Linked DNA regions of Mus musculus: all the other regions are linked to region 3. A link is a contact called in public targeted proximity ligation data. All regions are on one chromosome and are shown on one strand. The core of a region is the stretch at or near the end of the contact, and the rest is flanking DNA. Distances in the headings are between cores, read along the strand shown. Region 1 holds the start of Gpha2 (glycoprotein hormone alpha 2). Region 2 holds the start of Fibp (fibroblast growth factor (acidic) intracellular binding protein). Region 3 holds the start of Znrd2 (zinc ribbon domain containing 2).

Region 1 (3,153 bases), core at 275-2,774, 490 kb after region 3:
TGAGCGACATGGGCATATCAGTTTCTCCCAAACCCTGTTTACTACATTTGTACTATAATCCCGACTGAGCATAACTTCACTGACTACTGCTGCTGACGGACACAGCTCCGGAGCCTGGAGATCTGCGTGCCTGTGCTGACTGGGACCAGCTAACATAAGAACCTCTGCTACCCCTTCTGATTATCTGGAAAGTGAGAGGTAGGATTTGGAAAGCTCTGAGGAGCCCTCGAGCTCTGGCAGCTGTGGGTTGTCCCACTCTTCTAAGCAGGTGAGTAGTCTAAGCGGGGCTGCCTATAATCACCACAGACCTTGGTCTGGGTGCTTCTTCACTCAACCTCCAGCTAATGTTGACTAAGGGCTTTGTTATTGCTTGCTTGCTTGTTTTATGGTGCCAAAAATACATGGAACTCAGAACCCTAAGCTTCCAGGCAAGCGCTCTGCCACAGAACCACACCCACAGCCCTCAACCTGTCACATTCTTGTCCTAGGTGTAACTTAGCACCATGGATCCATAGTATGATATGTGAATGAGGCTTTTAGTAGGGCGCCTTTCCTCTGTAAGCAGAGTTAGACTCAACAGAGCCAGAGGTTGGAGTCCAGCTCTGCTTTTAATGTAGACTGGTCCCTGCTATTCCAGGGACTAGGGAGACTTTCTAGCTCAGAATTCTACTCTGCAACCAGCCACATGATAAGGAAGCACTCCCAGGACTCTGGGAGACCGAAATGGCCCTACCCCTAGTCTGCCAGCAAGCACAGCTTAGGTGCCCTTGAACAAAACAATCTTGTTCTTGGACTGGGGATGTAACTCCCCTGGTGGAGTCCCTCCTTAGCATTCATAAGGCCCTGGGCTCGACCCCAGCACAGCATGAACTGCATGAATATGGTGGCTCCTGCCTGTGACTCCAGGGCTTAGGAGGAGGAGGAAGGAAGACCAAGCTCAAGGTTGCCCCTGAGATGTATGAGATGGTCTTTTAAGAAAAAAAGTTGAAAGCCGGGTGGTGGTGGCGCACGCTTTTAATCCCAGCACTTGGGAGGCAGAGGCAGGCGGATTTCTGTAGAGCAGGCCAGCCTGGTCTACAGAGTGAGTTCCAGGACAGCCATGGCTACACAGAGAAACCCTGTCTCAAAAACAAAACAAAAAAAAGTTGATTTTCAGCCCCATTCCTTTGTAATCACTAAAAGACATAGTAGTTTTTCAACAGAGAATGGCTGATCAGGCAAGAGTCCTGCCTAGGCTCACAGAGGATGAAGAAAATCCAGCTGCCCACAGGTCACACTGGGCCACTCCTGGGCCTGCCTCACTCCCTCTAGTATTCAGCACTAGACAGCCTAAAGAGAAAGGGAAATGTCAGTGGAGACTGCATTCTGAAGAAACCACAGACCCTGATCTCCAGGTGGGACTGTGCGGAGGCTTCAGGCTAGGAGGGGCCTGAAATCTGATATCTGGGAGGGCGGGGCTCTAAAACACCAGCAAATAAAAGCCTGGAGAGCCAGCTCCAGTTTGGAGACCAGCAGGAGGCACCAGGAGTCTTCAGTTGCTGTTGGACTGGTAAGCTGCTGAGGCTGAGGAGGTGGGGCCAGGAAGGGAGGGGTGGAGCCAGGGAGGGTGGGGTGGTGGGCCAGGGCCTTGTAGCCAAAGTGGCACATAGATGGGGAAATTGATATGTACCGCAGATGGTGAGGACATTCCAGGGGAGAATGCATAGGATGACATATAAGTGGCTATTCACACCCTTCCAGAGTAGCTGAGGCAGGGAAGCAACCCCCCCCACACACACACATTCCTACCAAAGGCAGAGATGATAAAGACCACTACCCAGCACACCTCACCAATAAGGAGACCCAGAAGCCTGGCTTGCTGGTGGAGAGGCACAACTTCAAAGACTTCCCTTCCCACCCAGTCCTTTGCAGATGCCCATGGCACCACGAGTCTTGCTCCTTTGCCTGCTGGGCCTGGCAGTCACTGAAGGGCATAGCCCAGAGACAGCCATCCCAGGCTGCCACTTGCACCGTGAGTAACTCTGCTTGGGGAGCGGATGGACGGGTAACCCGGCCAGCACGGCCTTCACCGGCTGCTCCCTTCTCTGCTTCCAGCCTTCAATGTGACGGTGCGCAGTGATCGCCTCGGCACTTGCCAGGGCTCCCACGTGGCACAGGCCTGTGTAGGACACTGTGAGTCTAGTGCTTTCCCTTCCCGGTACTCTGTGCTGGTGGCCAGTGGCTATCGGCACAACATCACCTCTTCCTCCCAGTGCTGCACCATCAGCAGCCTCAGAAAGGTAAGGGGCCTGAGCCTGATGGAGCGTGAGGGTGGGGACCCAGGGGCCTGAGCCTGATGGAGCGTGAGGGTGGGGACCCAGGGGTCCGAACCTGACCTGGTGTGAGGGTGGGGACCCAGGAGCCCGAACCTGACCAGGTATGAGGGTGGGGACCCAGGGGCCCGAACCTGACCGGGGTGTAAGGGTGGGGTCCCCCAGGGGCCCGAACCTGACCGGGCCATAAGGGTGGGGACCCCCAGGGGCCCGAACCTGACCAGGTGTGAGGGTGAGGACCCAGGGGTTCGAACCTGATGGGGGCGTGAGGGTGGGGTGGAATGGGAACAAACTTGGGTCCTCCTCCAACAGGTGAGGGTGTGGCTGCAGTGCGTGGGGAACCAGCGTGGGGAGCTTGAGATCTTTACTGCAAGGGCCTGCCAGTGTGATATGTGCCGTTTCTCCCGCTACTAGTCCCCGAAGGGCTCAGGCTCCGGTCCTGCCACTGACATGTCATGGGTATCTCAAACTCGGGGCTCTGACCCTCTTTATCGTCTGTGAAGATGAGGTTGGCCCTCTCAGCAGTCTCCTTGCTACATTCTCCTTCGCTCCTGTCCTCAATAAAGCAAGCAATGCTTGAGTTTCGCTCTTTATTAAATCTGCCCCCAGCCAGGTGAAGGGGGCAGACCATGATTACTGTGACCTCCCCCCTCACCCCAGGACAATGTGAATCTTCTTGCCTGTGCCCTCACCCCTCCCCCTGCCCAATAAATAAAAAGGGGATAAGGGAGTCAGGGCCAGGGAGAGGATAGGAGAATGTCCCTGGACAAGGTCTTGTTGGGGGTGAGCTGGGCAGAATAAATAGACTGTGCCCCCATGGTGGGGATGAGGAAGGCCCTGG
Region 2 (2,884 bases), core at 25-2,524, 270 kb before region 3:
AGGCTGCCACGGAGATAAGAGTACAGGGAAACAGACTGGAGCTGAGAGGGATCTGTCTAGAAACCCTAAAATGTGCTCCGCCTAGGGACCAGAAGTGGAGTGGGAGACCTGGTCTTATAAACCAGGACCTCCTCCAGGACCTCCTCCCCCTGTCTCTAGGTAGCAACCCGCAAGTGCACTGAGATGAACTGGCTTTTGTAGAACTCATTTTCCCCCATTTTTCGAGACAGGATTTCTCTGTGTAGCCCTGGCTGTCCTGAAACTCACTCTGTAGACCAGGCTAACCTCCAATTCAGATATCTGCCTGCCTTCCAAGTGCTGGGATTAAAGGTTATACAGGGTTAATTTTATTAGTAATTATAGCCAGTAAGCTATATTTATGTATTATACAACAGTGCATACATATGTAGAGATCAGGTGATAAGGACTAGGTATACTGGTGGTTCCTATCCTGTAATCTCAATGCTTGGGAGGTTGAAGATCAAAGACTGCTGCCAATTTAGACTAGCCTGGACTACAAAGTAAGACCTTGTCTTAACAAACAAACAAAACAAAACCTGGAGCTGGTTCTTTCCTTACACAGTATGGGTGCAGGAGAACGAACTCAGGCTTGGTGGCTCCTGTGTAAATCTTTTACTGCCTCATGAAAAGACAAAGAAGACAGCCTTACTAGATGGGTGCCCCTGCAGATACCTACTTCCAGGCAGAGCTCTGAAAGACTTTAAGTGAAGTCACTAGCTTGTGTGTGGGTGTAGTATGTGGTGAAAAACTGGGGCTGGAGAGAAAGCTAAGTGGTTACAAGCAAGGAACCACAACCATATGTGCAACTAACTCATATTTGCCTGTAAATTTAACTCCAGGGGACCTGATACCTCAGGTCTCAAAGAACATTTGCACTCACACGTACACACCCTCTCCCCACATACACATTATTCAAAACAATAAAAATAAATACACTCCGGGAACAAGAAAAATGGTCATCTGTCTGTCTTATGGACAATGGAAGTAAGGGCCACATACACCTAGCAATCGCTACGATAGAACCTTGGAAACATTCTAATTTAGGATACAGGTCAAAACTGGGAGGCTCTGAGAAAACTGAGAAGATGGGAGTGACAGAAGGGGTTAACGGGAGAATCTGCAAGACAGGGTAGACTGAGAGAAGACTATCCCGACATCTTCCGAAAAACCGTTCACAGAGCTGAGCGGTGTCTCACTAGCTCCGTCCCGGAAGTGGTCCTTCATCAGCTCCGGGTGCCCGGAGCAAAATCTCCGAACTCCCGGAAGTCGCTCTGCGGCTACTCGCCCGGCCGGGGCCCGTACAAGCTCCAGCTTCGGGCGAACCCGGCCCGGGCATCGTCATGACCAGCGAACTAGACATTTTCGTGGGGAACACGACCCTTATAGATGAAGACGTGTATCGCCTCTGGCTGGATGGTTACTCAGGTCTGTGAGCCGCCCTCCCGGGAAGCTGTTGTTGGGGATCGGGAAGAGGGGGCGTGGCTAGGATTTAGGCTTGGTTTAGGGAAGTGGACAGACTGCGGGAAGTCGGGGAAGTGTAAGGATTGGAGGTGGAGGTGGAACCCCTGGAGGGCCTCTAGGGTCTTATGGTAGCGCCCACTCCTCAGTGAACGATGCAGTGGCTCTGCGAGTACGCTCCGGAATCTTGGAGCAGACGGGAGCCACCACAGGAGTGCTGCAGAGCGACACCATGGACCACTACCGCACCTTTCACATGCTTGAGCGTCTGCTGCACGCGCCGCCGAAGCTGCTGCACCAGCTCATCTTCCAGATTCCTCCCTCCCGACAGACACTCCTCATCGAGAGGTGCTCACCAGGGGTGGGGGACGGGGGTGGGTACTGGCAGGGATGTCAGTCAATCTGACTTATACCCATTTTGTAGACTGAAGCTGAGTCTGGGGGGAGGGTATTGGGATATACACAGGGGTAGATGGGGTGAACTCAGGAAATTAGAAAATTGAGAACAAGAGAAACCAATTCCAAACTCCCTTCTCCTTCCCTAATGGATCACCAATAATGACCTGTGCCTCCACAAGGTACTACACCTTTGATGAGGCCTTTGTTCGGGAGGTCTTGGGCAAGAAGCTGTCCAAGGGTACCAAGAAAGACCTGGATGACATCAGCACCAAAACAGGAATTACTCTCAAGAGCTGCCGGAGGCAGGTGGGTTCTACACATAACACCACTACCTGTCTAGCCCACCTCTGGATCCTTCTTACTACTCTAGCCCCACCTCTAGCCCGTGGTCTAGCCCATGATTGTGGAACCAGTTCCTTCTTCATATAAACCCTCTCCTCCCTCCACCTCCCCTCTGGCCAGGCGGACCAGGCTTAGGCTCAGTCTGACCGTGGCTTTCCTTTGCTTATAGATTTTCATTGGCTCCCACTGTCCTCGACCTTCAGACTCAGGTTGGGTCACTATAGACCTCTCTGGACTTAACATTTCTTGAGCCCCAAGTTTGTTTTTGTTCATGGTACTCCTGCCTAGAAGATGCTGTTCTTGGCCACATCTATCCCTTGAAATCGACAAGGGAGCTAGATCCTACCTTATCCATGAGCCGTTTTGGTAGCATTCATGCCTTGTCTTTAAGGGAGAAGTACCAGGGTGTAAACTGGGCGCAGATGGCTATGGGTATGGGTCTGGGCTCTTGCTACAACCTTTATAGGCCTTGAGTGCCTTTCCTTTGTGTCTAGAATGAGTTCGTGTGTGTATGCTGCTTGGTTCACTCCAAGTTACTCAGGAGAATCCGTTCTAATTCAGGCTCTTGAAGAGCCAGAGATTGACGGTCGTGATGCTAAATTGAACTTAAGGACAGGAATAAGTAAGCATTCTTTTAAGGAAAAATGCCAAAGGCTGGCAAACA
Region 3 (3,169 bases), core at 419-2,918:
GTGGAGGAAAGGGGGTACTGGGTCAGAGACAATGATTAGTGGCCCAGCCTTTGGGAAGACTGAGGTCAGTCCTTGGAATAAGGTGTCACTTATCCCTCTGCCATTTACTTCTTGTCCTGAATGCAGAACTTCACCATTCAGGTAGAAAAGACCATGGAAAGGTGAGATGCCAAAAGCAAGGAAAACCATCGAGGAGAACTGGGGCTCACATGCACACTCAGAACCAAGAAAGAACAAACCACGCGGAGGAAAAACTGTTTTTCTGGAGGGTTTTTCTCAGGGGAACAGGGATCAGGATAGAGGTCTCAGTGATCCAGCTGTTTCAGGCTGCCTAGGGCCTCGGCGCAAGCCCGGATAAGCCCACAGAGCTGGATACTAGTCTCCAAGGAGGTGCTAGAGCCCAGCTCGACTGACGCCCAGGTTAGCTTCTGCAGGAGGGCCGTCTGTGTGGAAGCCACCGCGTCCGTATTTGGAGGTGCAGCCGGAAGAGGAGGCGCCTGGGCTGCCTTGAGCCCGGCTGCTGCGCCTTCACAGTGCTCTGGACGGGGTACTGGTGGCTGGGATGGGGGCCGAGAGCTCGAGGCAGGCTCTGTAGATGAGGCCAGCTGGTGTTCCCGAGCTTGAGAGAGCGCCGCCTGTGCATTCAGTGCTAGAACAAGAAAAGTGGTGGAAGAGTGAGGGTGCCCCGTCCGCCTCTCCCGAGTCATGTGCTCTTTACTGATGTCCCTGAGCTGCTGGTGTTTTCTGCCTAAGCCAATCCCATCTCATCTCTACTCTTCTTTCTCCTTACACATGCTTGCCAAACACTGCCCCACTGATTTACACTTGAGGTCCAGTTGCTTGACAGATGGCCTGGCCTCATCTATGCATCAAGTCTATTCCTGTAAACTGGGATGCCCGCCCTTCAGTGGTAAAATGCCTGTCCAACATGCACAAGCACCCAGGGTTGCACGTGCACTCTACAACGTAGGATGACTATTTTGCTAGGACTCTCCCCACGGTGTCAGAAACAAAAGGCTGATGGTCTTTCTTGAATGAAACACCTCTCTAGGGCGGAAACGAGAAGGCACCTTAATGCCACAGCACGCAGGAGTTTCCACTGTCACCTCCCAGGCTCACAGTTCCTCTGTAGCTATCGCCACTCTCTTCTCCCCACAGTGCACACTCGGACCCTCACCCGGGTTATCTTTATCCACGTCTGAGTCGAGCTCCTGACAAGCCACACAGTAGATTTTCCGCTGTTTATCTTGCAGGAGGATCGTCTGGGGACCAGAAAGTACATGGACATAGGTGAGCCGGAGAGACAGGGTTCACAGAAGAGGGAGCTGAGGAAAGGTCGTGCGGCCCGGTCCGCGGCCTCGGCCTCATCACTCGCCTCACCCCGCAGTCGGCGCACGTGTCGCCCAGCATGCGGTAACCACGGAGCAGGTAGTCCCCCATCAGACGGGAGATGCGATCCTGCCGCTCCCGTCGCGCCTGCAGCACCTTCGTCTCAGCTTCAGTCGGAGGCTCCCAGGTGAAATCGTCGACATCTAGAGAAAACAGGCACAGGAGATAGAGAGAGCTGCCTCCCGCACCCCACGGCCACTGCCCAAACATCCCAAGCGCATACCTGCACCGTTCAAGGCCATGTTGCCGTGGTCACTGCTGGGCTCACCGGAAGTGATCCAAATAAGATGCGCCCCCACTACGGCCCCGCCTCCCACATGTGGTAGCTGAGGGCGGAAGTGACGCTTACACGGTCTTCCTGGCGCTTTAGTCAAAGGGGGGGCGTGTCTGCTGCACATTTGACCCTGACCTACGGGCTCGGCTGGTGGCCAGAGCTATGGTTGGGTACCACCGTCTCCCTGGTAACGCTTCAGTACTCGGGTGTGGCTTTTCAGAGTCTCCATTTCTACTTGCCTCAGATAAAGTGGCCCTTAGGTCTGTGAAATACCCGATTCCCTCAGGGTTGTCTTTCCACACAGGGGAAGCAGGAGATGGGCAGGACCATGACATCTGCCCAACAGTCACTGCAATAAAAAGTTCTCTAAATCTTTCAAACTAGGCTAGCTACACTGAGGTCGTTTTCTGCCTATTTCAACACTCCTCCCTGTTTGCGTGTTGGGTGTCCTCTGTCCACCTTCTACCAATGCCTAGAACTGATGTAAGCCTGCTGTCTTAGTTAGGACTAGTATAGCTGGGATTAACACCATGACCAAAAATAACTTGGGGAGGAAAAGGTTTGTTTCGCCGGGCATGGTGGCTCATGCCTTTAATCCCAGCACTTGGGAGGCAGAAGCAGGCGAATTTCTGAGTTCGAGGCCAGCCTGGTCTACAGAGCGAGTTCCAGGACAGCCAGGGCTACACAGAGAAACCCTGTCTCGAAAAGCCAAAAAAAAAGAAAAGAAAAGAAAAGAAAAGGTTTGTTTCACTCATGGTTCCATATAACATGTTCATCAAAAGCAGGAACTCAAGCAGGGCAGGAAGCTGGAGGCCATGGAGGAGTGCTGCTTACTGGCTTGCTCCTCATGGCTTGCTCAGCCTGCTTTGTTACAGAACCCAAGAGCAGCAGCCCAAGGATGACCCCACCTACAATGGGCTTGACCCTCCCCCACTGATCACTGGTTAGAAAGTGCTCTACAGGAGAGCCCACCAGATCTTACGGAGGCATTCTCTCCTCTCAGAGGACTGTAGGGCCTGCTGGTGAAAATGGCTTATACTCGAGTGGGTTACAAATCAAGGACCAGTGCTCCTCATAATCCTGGGTTCTTTGCAAGAGCACCAAGTAATTAAAAGACCAAGGGCTGGAGAGATGGCTCATCGGTTAAGAGCCCTGGCTGCTCTTCCAGAGCTCCTGAGTTTAATTCCCAGCAACCACATGGTGGCTCACAACCATCTGTAAAAGGGCTAAGACACCCTTTTCTGGGGTGTCTGGAAATAGCTACCATATACTCACATGCATAAAATAAATAAGAGGAGGAGGAGGAGGAAGAAGGGGGTAGAAAGATGGCTCAGTTCTTTTTTAAAAATATTTATTTATTTATTATATGTAAGTACACTGTAGCTGTCTTCAGACACTCCAGAAGAGGGAATCAGATCTCATTACGTGTGGTTGTGAGCCACCATGTGGTTGCTGGGACTTGAACTCAGGACCTTAGGAAGAGCAGTCTGCGCTCTTTTTTTTTTT

What was found.
Region 1: a contact with region 3 is called in a targeted proximity ligation map of pancreatic cancer cells. A contact is called at or near these places in 3 of 39 promoter capture datasets (embryonic stem cells and liver), 1 of 484 Hi-C or Micro-C datasets (embryonic stem cells), 2 of 130 datasets of targeted methods (large pre-B cells and pancreatic cancer cells) and 2 of 9 other capture datasets (adipose tissue and liver).
Region 2: a targeted proximity ligation map of embryonic stem cells shows a contact between it and region 3, with 7 times the contacts expected there. A contact is called at or near these places in 20 of 39 promoter capture datasets (the 3T3-L1 cell line, the C10 cell line, the HPC-7 cell line and 13 more), 10 of 484 Hi-C or Micro-C datasets (the Ba/F3 cell line, CD4 T cells, embryonic stem cells and 3 more), 24 of 130 datasets of targeted methods (the 230-238 cell line, the HPC-7 cell line, the NIH/3T3 cell line and 15 more) and 5 of 9 other capture datasets (adipose tissue, embryonic stem cells, liver and 2 more).

What each region holds. Positions count from the first base shown.
Region 1 is chr19:6,224,877-6,228,029 of GRCm38.p6, forward strand. Gpha2 (glycoprotein hormone alpha 2) reads left to right here and starts at 1,525. Exons shown (of 4, transcript NM_130453.3): 1 at 1,525-1,549; 2 at 1,902-2,011; 3 at 2,095-2,279; 4 at 2,625-2,892. The coding sequence starts at 1,912. The coding sequence ends at 2,726. Ppp2r5b (protein phosphatase 2, regulatory subunit B', beta) reads right to left here. Exons shown (of 14, transcript NM_198168.3): 14 at 2,891-3,153.
Region 2 is chr19:5,459,333-5,462,216 of GRCm38.p6, forward strand. Fibp (fibroblast growth factor (acidic) intracellular binding protein) reads left to right here and starts at 1,275. Exons shown (of 10, transcript NM_021438.4): 1 at 1,275-1,446; 2 at 1,629-1,827; 3 at 2,058-2,184. The coding sequence starts at 1,362.
Region 3 is chr19:5,730,064-5,733,232 of GRCm38.p6, forward strand. Znrd2 (zinc ribbon domain containing 2) reads right to left here and starts at 1,669. Exons shown (of 4, transcript NM_020491.5): 1 at 1,613-1,669; 2 at 1,381-1,532; 3 at 1,178-1,262; 4 at 243-649. The coding sequence starts at 1,631. The coding sequence ends at 306.